Linked DNA regions of Mus musculus: region 1 is linked to region 2. A link is a contact called in public HiChIP or PLAC-seq data. All regions are on one chromosome and are shown on one strand. Each heading gives the region's core, a stretch centred on a gene start, on an enhancer-like site or on the middle of the called end of the contact. The rest is flanking DNA. Distances are from core to core; before and after follow the strand shown. Region 1 holds the start of Dnajc19 (DnaJ heat shock protein family (Hsp40) member C19). Region 2 has its middle 14 kb from the start of Gm46833.

Region 1 (5,137 bases), core at 908-3,407, 92 kb before region 2:
GTCAGATGCTCACTAGAACTCTCCCCACAGGCGGTTTCTGAAATCTCTCCTTCACCTCTACCATTTAAAAAGTAAAGAGCTATCTCCACGAGCAGTGCTTGGGACACTACTCACATGTATGCAAAATGAGGGAGCCATTTGCCCAATGTATTGAACAGAAAAGGCAACTCAGACTGGATCAAAACTGAAAAGTACAAAATCCCTAAAAGAAAACCTAGGGCAAATCATTCATGCCATGGTTTTGTGTGAGACTCAAAGGCTCAGGTCAGAACAACAACAAAGAACCAAAAAGCCAGACAGCTGGACTTTATAAAAAGTTTTAGGATGCTGAACCTCGATACACACTACCAGCAGAGTAAACATGCATCACATAGATGGGAGAAATAATAGCACACCATATAAATGAGAAGTGATACCCAGAACACACAGAGAACTCCTGAATCTGAACAAATAAAAATCACTACCCAAAAAAAGGCAAGGGCAAAAGACTTGAATAGACATTTTTTCCAAAGATGCATATACATATTTATTAAGCATATAAAAAGGCACTCCATATTATTGATCAAAAGAAACTCAAGTCAAAAGTCCAATGAGTTACCACCTCATACTCATTAGGATGCCTGCAATTCAATAAAAACCCAGAAACTATCAAATATGGATGTGGATCGAGGCCCTCATCCACCAACTACCTTCCCTTTCAGGAATATAACAGTAACTACATTGCTCACCTTTCCTTTGCTGTGGCAAAATGACTGACAGAATTACCTCACATTGGAAAAATAACTGGCTCACAGTCTCAGAGCTGACAAGGCATAGTCGTCTGATCCCATTGTTTCTGGATGTGTGGTGAAGCAGAACCTTAGGATGGGGAATGTCGGACCTACCAGCAGAGATGAATGATGGCCAAGAAGCAAAGAAAGGGAGGAGCTAGAGACAAGAACCTGCTCCGCATAACTATGATTCAGCTACGTCCCCATCACCTCCCACCATCCACCAAGCCAAGAACCAACTGATCAATCCACTCATCTTCTTAGAGCCTTTCGATCCAGTTACCTTCCCAATACCCTACCTCTAACACATCCCTGCCATGAGTTCTTAACACACACACACAAACACACACACACACACACACACACACACACACACGAATCCATGCATGAGCCTCTGAGAGACAGCTCAGATTCAAAGCACGACAAGTGAAAGTCCAATCCTCACAGCATGCCTGGATTTCATGTCTGCCCACCTAGCCAGGAGAAAGGAATAAGTCTCTGCCTAGTTTCTGTACATCCATGCCCACAGACATGACACTCCCCACAGCTACACCACAGAAACAACCCATGAGAAACGGAAAGATAAGCAAAATATGATACATTCACACAATGGTCTTCTGACAACAAAGGGGAGAAGCTTGGGGAAGTAGCAGGCGAAGACTGGCAAGATTAACAGGAATTCATTGACAAAGAACAGCTACCTTAGTTTCTAGCTTCCCTTGGGGTCACATATGGCTTTTATATTCTCACAACTTACAGCCTTTATGCAAAAAGACAGCTCCTAGTCACTTTCCTTCTAGTCAAGTGCATTTGCCATGCTTAGGCCAAACAACCACATGCTGTGAGCAACACAGGTACAAGAAGCTCTTTTAATTACACAAATAGTAAGTCAGGCTAAAACAGGAGAGAAAAAATTCATGGTGAACACACAACAGGAGCTGTATTTTTAGTGAACAAATCTACATAGCCTGAAGCAGACATCAGGAAGGAAGATGGAAAAAAAAAAAAGACTGGAAAAAATCATTTTCCATATCGTTTCTGATGTTTATAGATCTAACTACGTTCCAAGCCAGAAGAAGAAAGATGTCTCTGCAGGCCATGAAGATCAGCCTTGTGGCTTCTTGACATCTACTGGCGACAGCCCAGGGTAGCAAAAGATGCACAGAAGACAAAATAAATGCCTCATGTGAAAAACAACGCTACTTCCACGGGGTGGGCGGAATAACCTATATAAAGCAAAGTTAGGGAGATAGGTTTTAGCGGGAAAGCCTGTTTTAGGGCCGGATATTGGACTTGCAAGTCAGGAATCCCGGGCAGAGGGCATGGCCAGTCCCGCCCCAGTCCGACCTCTCCGTCAACCGGAGTTGGTGAGGCCCTTTGTGCGGCACTTTGTGCGACAGTTCCGACGCACTTTACGGCGCCGCTGCCGTGTTGCGCGGCGCTAGTGGAAGTGGCGGCATCGCTGGCTCGGCCCTGTCGTTCTCCACAGCTGTACCGTGGCGGTGGGCTCGCGCTGGGATGAGCGCGCGGTGCCGAGCCGCGGAGTGGAGTCATGGTGAGTGGTCGGCGCTGACGGGCTCCGAAGGGGCGCTGGGCGGATACGGAGACTGACCTTTACTCCGGCCTCCGGTGGCTCCAGCTGACACCCCTTATCTGCTTGCAGGCAGGCACACGTTTGTGCCTCCTAGGAGGTCGGGCTGTTACCCCACTACCATCTCCGCACTCCTCCCCTCTTTACGGTGGAAATACCTTATGGGATCAGGGAGCCTTTGCAAGCACTGTTTCCAAATCCAGCAGAAATCTTATTTTCACCGGTCTTGTCTAAACTAGAAAGGGGTTCCAATGCCCAAGGGTTAAAGTTCTCTTCCATGGCTGAAAAATCACCATCTTACTGTTGTGGGTAAAGATGACTTACCCTTTTCTTCTTGGTGAAAATCCCATACTCTGACAATAAATTGTGGATAAAAATTGCAGTAGTTTAATTTTTTTTTTTTAAACAGGGTTTCACTTTGTAGTCCTGGAAGTCCCAGAACGTACAGAAATTCACCTGCCAATGTTTCCCAAGTCCGGGGACTAAATGCAAGCCGCCAATGTGCACCACGTCCAACTGCAGTAGTTTTAAAGACATATTTCTATTAGAAAAAAAAATGTTTCTTCCAGCAGACCCTGTGCTGCACTCTGTAAAGTCCCAGTTGCTTAGAGAGCTAGTCGCAAATTCGTGGGCAGCCTGGACAATTTTAGCAAGACTCCACCTCAGAATAAAAGTGTTGGAACTTTGAGAAAGGCTGGAGTTGTAGGCACCTTACCAGCATGAGACACACACTAGGTTCCATCCCTAATCCTGCCCCAAAAGGGAAAAAGAACCCACCTTTCACCAAAATGAAGGTCGTAATGAGTTTGGCTGCGGAATAGGTAGCAATTAAGAGTAGTAAAGACTTGCTCTTCTCCTCCATTACAGGCCAGCACAGTGGTAGCAGTCGGGTTGACCATTGCTGCTGCAGGATTTGCAGGTTTGTCTGTGGGTTGGGGGTGGAGCAGACTGGTTATGCATGGATTTGCTTATTCTGTTGCTTTTGGTTTTAGGCCGTTATGTTTTACAAGCCATGAAGCATGTGGAGCCTCAAGTAAAACAAGTTTTTCAGAGCCTACCAAAATCTGTAAGTGAACCTTCTTGCTAACTAACTTGCCTGTATTTGAAGCCTGGAGCTTGCCTGTAAGGTGAATTCCACAGGTCCATGGAGCTCAGTGTGGAGTTGTAAACCTTGCAATGGGCCACACTGGGAGTTGGTTTTCACATGTGACAACTGAGGGTGGGTGGCCTTTGCAGATTTAGAACGATAGCAGGTAGTTAGCAATTAATTTTACTACATATACTGTTGACCCAGGTTTATCTGTCCAGCTGCCTTCCCTCGTGTTTTGTCACATAGGATAGCTTTGCAGCGATGTTAGATAACGGCTCTGAACTGGGTGTAAAGCACAAAGCTGCTGCTAGTCAGGACTTTGAGAGGCCATGTCATGGAGCTTGGGCAGGAGCATAGGGCCTTGTTGTACATGATCTCTACTAAGGTTAAGATTCTGATGGCATAAATGTCCCTACCATAAAGTCTTATTTTAGTTGTTGCCTTGAATCTTTTCGAGATCTCCAGGTCGTCTTTTGAGACCTTTTGAAACTCCTGTTTTACGGGGATCAAGTTTCTGTCTGGAATATGGATGAGAGTGGCTGCCATTCACTCATCTCCCCTCCCCCCCTCCCATCTTATGTTCTCAAGACACTGTTCCAGTTTAGTTGCAAGAAATGGGTGTTTAACACATCTTAAAATAGTTGGCTACCCCTGGTCAAGCTAAAGTGCCTTGGGAAGTACACTTGTACTTCCCTGAAATGTACCACTTCTTTTACAGATTTAACCAACTTCCATTTACTTCATTAATCTTTTCTTCCAATTCAATTTCTTTCAGGCATTCGGTGGTGGGTACTACAGAGGTGGATTTGAACCCAAAATGACAAAACGGGAAGCAGCATTAATATTAGGTGTAAGGTAAGATGTCTACTCAGTTCTGAGATGTAGGGTAAGGTAATTCCTAGTAGTAATTGAGAATGAAGTAGTTGCTGGGGATAGAACTCACACGTGTAACACTGGGACAGTGCTCACTGCTGCCTGGAGTAATCTAAAGTCTACTCTGGAATGCAAACTAAGCGTTGAATGAGGGTTATGATGTTAACTACATCTAAAGCACTTTTGGTTCTTACGAAGCACATTTTACTGTCTCACACACAGCTTCTCAGTTGTGTTGCTTTACTGTTCTCAATGTTTAACTTCACTTCTGTAATAGTTCATGGTGTTTTGTTTTCTTAAAGCAAACTAAAGCAACAAGTATGTTTTCCTTTTCAAATTAGCCCTACTGCCAATAAAGGGAAGATCAGGGATGCTCATCGCCGGATTATGCTATTAAATCACCCAGACAAGGGTAAGCAACTTTTATTACTATACTGGACTGTTAATGGAATAGCTAATTCTTGGTGTTATGAATGTCTGTGTGTGAGCAGTTTCCCAGTTGTGGATCACATTGTAGTGTCTTAAGTGAAATTCAGTACATATGGTGACGTTCTCTGCAGTGACACCATGTCTCACCAAAATAAAGATATAATGAACAACAATGTAAGAACTACTGTGATTTGGCAGGAGCGGTAAACATTACTACTACTTTTAGGTTCTGTGTCTATGATAGAATGTCTTCCAATAACGGGTTACAGTTCTGCTAGATATTTTGGTTGGTTTGTTTTTAGGCCATCCAAGGTTGGCCTAAACCTTATGACCACCCTCCCTCATTCCCAAAAGCAGAGCTTAAGAAGCACACCCCAACTCGGC
Region 2 (4,939 bases), core at 1,130-3,629:
CTTCCATCACAGTTATATTCCGGCCCTGTCATTACACTTCTTATTAATAATCAATGAGCCAGTGAGTTTCAGCTATCAAACCAGGACCACTGATACCTCTTAAAAAAATTAGCAACTCTCTTTTCATAAGTAAAAGCAGGACAGAAGGAAGAAACAAAATAGAAGGGAGCAGCCAGGGAGAGTGCCTTTGTCTTATAGCTATCTTTAAATTATGGTTAATTAATGTAAGCAATAAGAAAGGGTATAATTGCCGGGCAGTGGTGGCACATGCCTTTAATCCCAGCACTTGGGAGGCAGAGGCAGGCAGATTTCTGAGTTCGAGGCCATCCTGTTCTACAGAGTGAATTCCAGGACAGCCAGGGCTACACAGAGAAACCCTGTCTCGAAAACCAAAAAAACAAACAAAACAACAACAACAACAAACCAACAACAACAAAAAGAAAGTGTATGATTAGCGTCATCTTCTTGGGATTGCCTGGGAAGGTGCAGGCCTCCATACAGATTCTGAGAAATGGGTTCCTGTTTCCAGCAGCCACAGAGGTGCCAGGAGCATTAAGAAAAAGATGGCTGAGTGCGGAGAGCTGGGGCTGCTGAGATTTCCAGGGTGCTCTACACAGAGCGCTGGAGACCATCTTTAAGGAGGACGCGCCCAGCTTTCAGCACCTGCTAAATCAGAGCCTAAAACCGTCTTAAAATAGTACCAGCTGCTCAAGAACCTTCTGCCTCCCTCTCCCCGCCTTTCCCTGGTGCTCTAGGGAGGAGGAGTGAGCAAAGCAGCTGAGAATGTGAGGAGATGCGTGAAGAAGCAACTCCCCAGGAAGGATAGCCAGGTGGTCCGCCTTTCTTACACTAATCCCAGAGAGCAGGAGGCAGGCAACTCTCATTTTATTCAAATTGGTATTTTATATTTTAAGTTTCCTTGCTTACTCGAATTTAGATAGGCCTCATGTGGCCCAGCGGCCATGGTCGAACAAGGGGGGCTGGAAATGACAAAGAGACGGGGCTGGGGGCAGGGGGAGGGTCAGTGGCGCGAAGGCTTCAAGTTTATTATTCAGCACTGTGTTTATATTATGAGAGCCCCTCCCCCCCCAGGCCCTACCCTTTGGTTTCAGCTGGATTATGTTGCAAAGCGAGGTCAGCAGGTAGTGTATTCTTCTAAGTTCCTGTGGGAACTTGCATGTGCAACCAAGGCAGGTGACTCCACCTAGGTCGTGAAGGTCTGTTGTGGCACGAACTCAAGGTCTGTTCAGCCGGCTCCAGGCTGGGATGGGCACGCTGACCCTTTGGTCTCACTTGCCTGGGTGCTTGGACCTCAGGCTTAGTGCTACCACGCCCAGCAATAAATCCGTTGTTTGTTTGTTTGTTTTTGGGGAGGAGTACTGGTGAGGCAGGGTCTCCCTGTAGCCATGGCTATCCAGGAACTCACTAGAACACTAGGTTGGCCTTGGACTCACACATATCTGCCTGCCTCTGCCTGCCTCTGCCTGCCTCTACCTGCCTCTGCCTGCCTCTGCCTCCCAAGTATTGGGATTAAAGAGAACACCATCATACCAGCAAGAAATCTTATTTTTAACGTATTAGCATAACATTGGGCACTTTATAGACTATACTGTGATTTACAAAGATGGTTCAACTGTGATACCTAAGCATAAAAAGGATAAGCCTGGCTTATCCCAGGAAGAGTATATTCTATGTTGAATGCAATTTTCTCAGAGGCATGGAATACAAAATGTCCTGGGTCGGTCGTCGGGTTCCATTTCTGCTGTGTATTTCATGACTTCTCCCTTTGTTCACCTCTATGGTCAGGCACTGAAGCATATTAAGTAACTTAAAAATTCTTAAAAATCCTCCTTCCTGGGCTGAAAATATGTCTCCAAGAGAAAGATTGTCTCCTAAGCCTGACAACCTGACTTGGCTCCTAGGTCCCAGCCCAGGGAAGGCAAGAACCGACTCCCACAAATTGTCATCTAACCTCCACACACAGGCCTTAGTATGCACACACACAGAGACCTATACATACACACAAAAAAGAAATCAGTGTAATAACTTTGTTTTAACCTCCTCCTCCCCCAACACTATCCTGACCTATCCTCTCTGCTCCCACTTTTCTTTCTGTGTAGGGCTACGGATGGAACCTAGGGCCAGGACCATGCTAGGCAAAAGCTCTGACAATATACCACACCCTATTCCTCTCCGTCTGTTCAACTCACAGAGGCCATTGATTGACTAGATGACAGACCGTCTGTCCCAGGACCCTGAATTCCTGACCTTGGTGGTGGACACAGAATTCTGATCCCATCAGCCACAGCGCCGCTGATCTCCATAGAAACAATGGCAGTGTTTCCTTGAGTCTGAAGCTCAGAACTCAGCGACTGGAGCGCTGGGGCTCAGTGTGCCCTTGTGACACTGTGTTGAGTACTGCCAAAGACACTTACTGCAAGCACCGTGTTATCTGCTGCTATTTCTGCACTGTAGACTCCTAGGTCTGGGGCGTTAGCTTAGGGAACATTCCTGCTTCTAAAAGACAGATTATCAAGAAACAGTCCTATGTCACACAGCATTCCGTTTTACAGTTCATGCTCCATGCATTTTAGTAAATTTTTTTTTTATGATTGTGTGGTCAACACCACAGCACATTTTAGAACTTTTTAAAGCCCCGAAAGGCACCCGGTGCCCATCAACATTCATTTGCTGACCTCCTTCCAGCCCTTCAGTATTATTCATTTTTCTGTCACTATGAATTTACCTATGTATGGTATTTCAAATGAACAGTATCATGAAGTGTAGCTTTTCATTGTGGCTTCTTGTGTTTGAGACAGTGCTTTGAAAGTTGACCTGTGGCGGAGAATCCCATCCCTTCTTGTTGCTGAGAGTCTTCTGGGTGGACCACTCTCTTTGGTTGCTTGTACTTTTAGTATTGGACCTAAGAAACTTCTTAATTAACGAATCATTAAACACATCGGCTATTTTAAAAGTTTTGTTTACTTTTATTTCATGTGCATTGGTGTTTTGCCGGCATGTATGTCTGTGTGAGGGTGTTGGATCCCCTGGAACTGGAGTGACAGACAGCTGTGAGCTGCCATGTGGGTGCTGGGAATCGAACCCCCATTCTCTGAAAGAGCAGCCAGTGCTCTCAACTGCTGAGCCACCTCTCCAGGCCCCACAAACTATTAACAAAACCAATCTGAAACAAAAATAAGCATCCTTATGTACTCCAGGGTGAGCAGTTGTGATTGCATCTTTATCTACTCCCGGGATGGGCAGTGGTGCATACCTTTAATCCAGCACTTGAGAGCAGAAGCAGGTAGATTTCTGGGAATTTGTGGCCAGCCTAGTGTACAAAGCAAGTACCATGATTAAAAAACAAAGGTAAAATAACACTCTCATGTTTCATTCAAGGAGTTATGTAGAATTAGAATTATGGCTATGGTATATTTTGTGTGAAGCTTTGTGTAGGATGTGAGGTAGGGTTCTGCATTCTTGATTTTAGCCTATCATTATCTTATTTTGAGGCAGAGATTCAAGCATCCTAGACAAGCCTCAAATTCACTTTGTGGCAGCGGATGAACTTCTGACTTGCTGCCTCTAAGAGCAGGTGCTGGGTTTCCATGCTTGGAACATGCACTGATGGGGATCGAACTCACAGCTTTGTCCATGCTAGGCAAGAACTCTGTTGTATCCCCAGCCCATAAATTCTTTACCCTCTTATGTGTAGCTGTATAGTTATCCCAAGGCCATTTGTTAATAGTCTATTGACCCATTGAATAGTCTTGGCACTCTGTAAAGAAATCATCCAACTATGGTTAGAGTCTATTTCTGTCATTTCCAGTCCACTGAACTGTATGCCTCTCCTTGTTCCATTACTATAGTCTTTATTACTATTGCTTAACATATTCTTGAGTTTTATTAGTTTTATTTATTTTTATGTGTACAAGTATTTTGCACACATATGTATCCATGCACCACGTGTTTGTGCAGTGCCCCTGGAGGCCAGAAGAAGCGTTAGATTCCTTCAGAATTGGAGTTGTAGATCATAGTTAGCAAACATGTGGATGCTAAGAACCTAGATCCTCTGCAAGAACAAACGCTCTTAATCACGGAGCCATATCTCCAGCACCTATGTTAAATGAACTTATTAAGACAATTGCACTGTACATTGTGAAAAATCCATTATGATCTTATATCTTGCATTTGATTGTTTGTTTTTGTTTTGGTTTTTGGGTTTTTTTTTTTTTGTTGTTTTTTTTTTGAGACAGAGTCCCACATATCCCAAGCTGACCTCAAGCTTACTCTGTAATAGTGGATGACATTGAACCGTTGCTCTTCCCATCTGTACCTCCTGGGTGCTGGGATTATGGGCACGCAGCACCATACCTAGCTCACGCTGTGCTGGGAATGGAACTTAGAGCTCCTGCTCTGAGACAGCGGCTAACTATGCCTCCCTTACTGGCTTGGTACTTGCTTTGTAGACCAAGCTGTCCTCAAATTCCCAGAAGTCTACCTACTTCTGCTCCCAAGTACTAGGGTTAAAGCCTGGAGTGAATAAAGATGCATGCAAGGCTAGTTTTCTACCCTCTATCTTCCACTCTGGCTAAACCTGTTAACCTAGAGTTGTAGCCACTTTCTCTGTATGGGATCAAAGTGTCTTCAAATAAATAGATTTGCTTCTTTCTGCTAAAATTGGGCACTCCTCGCCACTTCCTTACCTAATTGCCTGGCTGGAACCTCTTGTATAGTCTTTTTTAAAAAGATTTATTTATTTTATGTATATGAGTACTCTGTAGCTGTACAGATGGTTGTGAGCCTTCATGTGGTTGTTGAGTATTGAATTTAGGACCTCTGCTCACTCCAGCCCAAAGATTTATTTATTATTGTAAATAAGTACATTGTAGCTGTCTTCAGATGCACCAGAAGAGGGCGTCAGATCTCATTACGGGTG

What was found. HiChIP or PLAC-seq counts read pairs in DNA pulled down with a chosen protein or histone mark.
Region 1: an H3K27ac HiChIP or PLAC-seq map of embryonic stem cells shows a contact between it and region 2, with 3 times the contacts expected there. The contact joins the promoter of Dnajc19 here to the enhancer-like site in region 2. A contact is called at or near these places in 4 of 39 promoter capture datasets (embryonic stem cells and macrophages), 3 of 484 Hi-C or Micro-C datasets (the G1E-ER4 cell line, cardiomyocytes and embryonic stem cells), 3 of 115 datasets of contacts at active chromatin or transcription factors (all in embryonic stem cells) and 2 of 9 other capture datasets (adipose tissue and pancreatic islet).

What each region holds. Positions count from the first base shown.
Region 1 is chr3:34,078,374-34,083,510 of GRCm38.p6, reverse strand. It overlaps Dnajc19 (DnaJ heat shock protein family (Hsp40) member C19), which reads left to right and starts at 2,157. Exons shown (of 6, transcript NM_026332.4): 1 at 2,157-2,325; 2 at 3,229-3,280; 3 at 3,354-3,427; 4 at 4,227-4,306; 5 at 4,666-4,736. The coding sequence starts at 2,323.
Region 2 is chr3:33,986,906-33,991,844 of GRCm38.p6, reverse strand. No RefSeq gene overlaps it. Among named protein-coding and RNA genes, the nearest start is that of Gm46833, 14 kb to the right of the region's middle. Within about 2 kb of position 2,379, at least 18 of the 459 cell types and tissues checked have an H3K27ac peak or open chromatin away from gene starts, as enhancers often do. A contact at or near this core is called in embryonic stem cells, where this site is marked.